Regions from separate parts of the Anas platyrhynchos genome. Here region 1 is linked to region 2. The links are chromatin contacts, called in public Hi-C maps. All regions are on one chromosome and are shown on one strand. Each heading gives the region's core, a stretch centred on a gene start, on an enhancer-like site or on the middle of the called end of the contact. The rest is flanking DNA. Distances are from core to core; before and after follow the strand shown.

Evidence for each region. A called contact is a pair of places that touch in the nucleus more often than the background predicts.
Region 1: a contact with region 2 is called in a Hi-C map of liver, with 2.1 times the contacts expected there. The contact joins two enhancer-like sites. A contact is called at or near these places in 2 of 8 Hi-C or Micro-C datasets (liver and subcutaneous adipose tissue).

What each region holds. Positions count from the first base shown.
Region 1 is chr1:89,071,950-89,075,065 of IASCAAS_PekinDuck_T2T, reverse strand. DCBLD2 (discoidin, CUB and LCCL domain containing 2) reads right to left here. Exons shown (of 16, transcript XM_038182498.2): 4 at 2,581-2,632; 5 at 1,174-1,246. Among named protein-coding and RNA genes, the nearest start is that of DCBLD2, 25 kb to the right of the region's middle. Within about 2 kb of position 1,360, at least 1 of the 8 cell types and tissues checked has an H3K27ac peak or open chromatin away from gene starts, as enhancers often do.
Region 2 is chr1:88,982,818-88,985,615 of IASCAAS_PekinDuck_T2T, reverse strand. It overlaps LOC110353218 (a long non-coding RNA gene), which reads right to left. Exons shown (of 14, transcript XR_005267213.2): 10 at 2,028-2,081. Among named protein-coding and RNA genes, the nearest start is that of DCBLD2, 65 kb to the left of the region's middle. Within about 2 kb of position 1,530, at least 2 of the 8 cell types and tissues checked have an H3K27ac peak or open chromatin away from gene starts, as enhancers often do.

The DNA.
Region 1 (3,116 bases), core at 111-2,610, 90 kb before region 2:
CTTACTGTGGACCAGAACATCTAACACAGTTATACTGTGGTGATTTTTTTTCTTTTTTAACATATGGGAGGTTATTTATACAGGTAACCTAGGATTTACAGATATTTGAGAAAAGAAAAATCAGGGAGGCATACTTCAGGTTCATATTAAATATTTTAAAAGTGTACAGTTTTTTGTAGCATTCTAAGTAAACTACATTATTAGATGTTTATTTCCCATTTATAGAACCGTTAATTTTATAGTTTTAACTGTTTTGCAAATGTTTTTTACAGCTGCTGAGTGTAAACGGAATTTCAATGTAAACAACTGAAAGCCTCTGTTTAGAGATACATTCATGTCAAAAACAGGAGGACACCATTAAAAAACACACTACTGTTTCTGTCTTTATAAATCTGAACTTCACAACTTGACAAAGCCATCAAAAACAAAACATGAAACAGTATTTTGGTTGATCCATCTTTCTCAGCAGGTCTTGCAAAAAATGTTCAAGTCTCTACTGTATTATGGCGCTTCTTGGAGATGGCAACATAGAATGGTTTGGGTTAGGAGGGACCTTTTAAGATCATCTAGTCCAAACCCGCCACCAGGAGCACAGGCACCTTATCAAGTTGTCCAAATCCCCGTTCAGTCTGGCCTTGAGCACTTGTAAGAATGGGGCATCCACAACTTCTTTCAGCAACCAGTACCAATGCTTAACCACCCTTGTGGTAAAATACGTATTTCAAATATCCAATCTAGATCTAGTTTCTTTTCTTTCTGGTTTTCTTTTCCATTTGAAGCCACTACTTCCTACCCTACAAACCTGCAAGACTGGTGAAATCTTTCACTGTCTATCTTATGAGCCCTCTCTAAGTATTGAAAGGCTACTAGAAGGCTTCCCCATAGCTGTCTCTTCTTTATGCTAAACAAACCCAGCGCTCCCAGACTCTCTTTATGGGAGAGGTGCTCCAGCCCTCGGATTATTTTTGTGAGCCTCCTCTGGACTCAGTGAAGCACCAGCCATTTAGCAGCAGCGTAAAAAGAAACACATAAGTAGCATGTTATTCATTTTAGGAGACACAACTCCCTGAACCCAGACAGCAGAGCTAATGCAGACATCTGTAACTGAGTTTTAATCATACATAACAAATTTTACCAAAATTCATGTGAGCCCACAGTATTAAGTTTACTTACATCTCTGTATCCATGAGGAATAGTGCCTGAAATATCAGCAAAAGGAATCACACACCCAGCTGGACAATACTTACTAGAAGAAAACAAAAAATCAGGTCAAGATATGCATGCAGCTGTAACTTACAATGTTATACAACAGTCACTGCTTTTTATTTACAGTACACTGTGTTATCATTCATTTATCATTACATGAGGATATATCCTAACTGAAAAGATAAGAAATCAGACAAAAATATATTCTGGAAGAGACGTACACAACAGCAGAACAGGCATTTGAAAAAGGTAGTTAAAAACCCATTTCATCTGTAATTCAGTTATAATAACTGAATATAATAAAATTATGTCTTTTTTTTTAACATAAATACTACATGGCTTCTGTAAATTGAAAGTCTTGTAAGTAGCAGTATTTATGAATTATATTTTATAAACTAGAGACCTGCATATCTATTTGTTTTGCATCTTTAAACCGTACATCTGAAAAGTAATGATATTTTGTAATAGCTCCTGGCAACGTTTTGATCATAAAAAAACAGGCCAAATTCAGTTAATACCACTAGCTCATGGAAAAAATGGGAAGACATCTGCACACATTCACATTCTGGTGCCATTTCATACTGAACATACAAAAATCATTAAGTCTTAAAGATTTAACAATGAACTTGGGTAAAATGTCTATTCAACAACAGTTGAAGCAAGTTTGCAGTTACGGTGAAATCAACAGGATATGAAGTCAAACACATACAGGGCAATGCCAGAACCTACAATTCTGGAACTTGGGAAAATGAATGAGGAATGCAAAGGTTGCATTTCAAAAGGTTTGATTGAAAGCTCTTGATTTCAGGGCTTCATTTCTCCAAAAAGTAAGTTTAAATACTTCACTTTGGTCTACAGCTTTAAACACTGTCCTTGCTTTAGACAGAAATGGAGCACAAAACAGGCGAGCAATGTATGTTTCCTCCATCAGAAGGAACAGCATTTTGTACCTCTACAGAACCTCATTAATTCACACCAAACTGTGAAATGGCTTTGCAATTATTATTTCTTTTTATCCATTTCAGAGTTCAGTGCTTCTTTGAGAACTTTAATATGAATTTCAGTATTGAGGGGGCATACACCCTGTAATATACTTTTATAAAAGTGTATTTTTTTAATGGGAATGTGATATTAGCTTATATGTGTTAGTGCAAATTAACGAGGTTCTACTGTATACTGAAAAAATAGGAAAGAACAAGAAGGACGAGTGCAAATGTCAATATTATTAAGCTCTAACCCCAATCTCTTTGTTTCTTGAGTCCTCTCGACCTCCAATTTTCAAGTTAGGTTAGGTGTAAGTAACAGTGAACTAGAAACACTAAAATGACTTCAGTACAGATAAAGGGGCAGAAAAAGAGGTAAAATTAATCTTACTTGAATTCTGGTTCGGAAAAGTGACTTGCATTGTCTAAACAGGTAATTAGGTCTGGAAAGAAAAAAATATTAGGTCAAGAGGATGATAAAGACAATAGGTTTGAGCATGCTTTTCAAAAGGGCACAAAAAACACATTTGAGCCTCTGTGGCTTAACCAAAAGTCTCGAAGGAAAAGAAAGTTCTTATTTAATAATTTTCTTTCAACAGATTTTGTATGACAGTAGAACCTTGATAATTTGTTTGAGTACTGAGAAATACACTGTTAGATAGACATGAAGAGATACACTACAAACATATGGCAAGTTTTTTGTAGCTTAATTGTAATTTATAGCGATACTTCAGGGAACCTATGAATGCGACACAAACATATGCTCTGTTCACAAAAGGAAACTGAAACAGAGAAAATTAGGTAATAAGCTAGCTAAACAGGCCTGTGTTTTCAGCACTTAACAGTTTTACACTATTAAAACCAGGCAGCACAGGAACATTAGAGTGACATGTTACTGGCATTATGACTGTTGCATCAAATTTTATG
Region 2 (2,798 bases), core at 281-2,780:
TGCTTAGAGCCTATAGCAACAATGGCAAATACAAAACGTGAAAAGTGGCCTCCAAGCACTTAGCAGAGCCTAGCTTCCTGCTCTGCCAGATGTTGCACTTGTTCTAACCAGGCCTGCATTACTTATTTCAGGCTATAGGCTGTGAACATTAGCATCGCTTTCCATTTTGTGTTGTTTCTCTTTAGCAATGGCAGTGGCATCACCACCAGTGGAGACTGAAGTAATACCAGCCCTCAGCCCACACCAGGGACCTCAGACAAGCCTGCCATGCATCAGCTGGTGAGCAACTCCATCTTACAAAGGAAAAACCAGAAGGCAAAGCATAAACCTATGGGCTCCAACTCCAATTGCAAACGTTTCTACGGGTGACAGCTGAACTGGGCACTTCACCTCAGCCTCACAGCATACAGTGTAAAAAAGTAAACAGTGTGGTTCAGGGTAACTGAGGCTAGTAGCTGCCTAAGCCACTGCAGATAGGCCTGCCTGTCAGAGCAGCATGGCAAATGTGTGGTACAGCAGAAAGAGAACCCAGGACTCCTGGTTGTTGGATCTGATCTTTGCTTGATGTTTTCTCCAACAATACGTCCTGTCCTTGCCAACTTATTCTAAATGATTCATTTTGTTACTGGATAGTCATATTTTGTGGGTAGCCACTAGTCAGTTTGAGTTATTCACTTTTACAAAATACTTCCTCTAAAAGGTACTGTAAACAGAATTAATTTTTAAATAGTTTGAGTTGTTTGAAAGCCATGAGCAATGGTTATTAATATTGGCACAGAATAGGTCACATGCTGATGATTCAAGGGATGGAAACTGGAACATTTTGGACAGAACTGATGTTTTTAGATTCACTTGCCTTATATACAGACATTATGGTGGTAGAAGTGTTAATTATACCCAAGACAGCAAACCGGGGAAGTTACAGGTACTAAATACATGTGGACATGTGGTTATATAAATTTTTAGATGAAGAAAATCATATATATTCAAGTAATTTAGTTTCCATTTGTTGGCTACAACATGCAGCTCTATCAAGCATCTATTCTAAAAGAGGAGGGGAAAGGAGTTTGTCACGTTGAAGGCAATGGAAAGTATGCTTGATATAGCATGCACAAATATGGACATGAAACTGGAAGGCTACACTGCTAACAACTCTTACAGATGCAAAGAAGCATGCACCCAGATTCCCGAACAACATACTGTGATGTTTTGACTTGAAAACTCTTGCACTGAAGCTCATTCTTGTGATAAAAAATGGCTGGTCCTCAATCAGCAAGCTCAACAAGCCAAGAAAGCTTTCCACTTGGTGACTGCAGCCTAGTTACCATTAACTCAACAACTGTTCTGCTTCCCTAAAAAACAATAAAAATCTCCAAGGCTTGCCACTGTTTGGAAAGAACCTATAGCTTTTTTGCACATGTCTAGACTGGTTTACTGCTTTTCAGTGCGACTTCTTGTCGTGGTATCACAGCCAGTATGTGCTTTTAGACTGCTGCTGACCAAGGCAGACTCTGAGTAGTCTTCAAAAGCAAAAGAATATGCCAGCAACTGAGTCAGTTTAAACTGCCTGCCAGGAATTTGCTGCATGCCATACAATACAGTTTTGAGTCACCTTCTAAAAACAACTTTGATGAATAAGTTTTTAAAAAGAAAAAAAAGGCTGTAATTCCCATTTGATCTTACGCCAGGACTCTGCCATGCTCCCTTTTTCTCCAAAGTCAAAGCACTTAGCCTGGTCGCAGTATAAATGGCTATTCAAAATGTCATGTTCAATAAGGAGCATGACCAGGGGCTGCATGCTGGGCCTTAATGAAAAAGCAGCCTTTGGTGGAGAGGAGCAGGAGTTAGATGCAACAAGGCACAGGCATTGCATGGGACTGTAAGAAAAAGAGAGTGGCTGCCTGGATGTTTGGAGTCATGATGGTGATACCCACACCTCTCACATCGCAATCTGACTGAGAACAACATGCCTATGGAAAACAACTGTGAGTTCATTAAGAAACAAAAGCTATTGTTGTTTAACTCACCGCTAGGTGTCACGACTTCTTCATTTTTAAGCAGACTGCCGAGTTTTTCTATGCCTAGGGGGAAAAGAAAATTTCAAGGTAAAGGCAGGAAGCCAGTGTATTAGCCAAATACCCAGGCCGGCTCCAATCTAAATTCTTTTCAGTAAAGTCAGGTTGGTAGATAGCACATTCAGAGAAAAATGAGAAATCATTTCCATCCATTTTGCAGATTTCTGCCATCACAGACCATACTGAAATACTGAAAATGTTATGAGTGCAGGTAGCTGTAAAGTTCAGCATGCTTAGTGCACCACGGAGTTCTCCTTATAACTGTTTGCTTTACTCTGTCAGAAATCAGCCCCAAACTCAGTAGACCTACAGATATATTAAAGTGAAAAGACTTTTCCCCACATCAATGAAATGACTCTTCTTTTTCAATGTGTCTCAGAACATCTCATTTTGCTAAAGTCAGTCCCTGTTATTACAAAAAATGCTGTAATTTCGGTAGCTTTGGATACTGATAAATACAGAGACACAGATCTGTGGATATATTTTAATATATATTCACAGGAAAAGCGAGGATCAGGAAATACTGGTGCAACTTTCCACCCCTCCCTATGCCATGCACTTCTCCTATGCTGTTGTGCTCTCCAGGGAAGTTTCACCACTTCCTGCTTCGTTGGCTTTTCCACTGAGACTGAATGCAGTGGAGGTGGTCTGGTTTTATGCTCTCCACTTCACAGAACTGTGAATCTCCTTTCTTGCAAATAGACAGATGGTCGTCAGGATAAG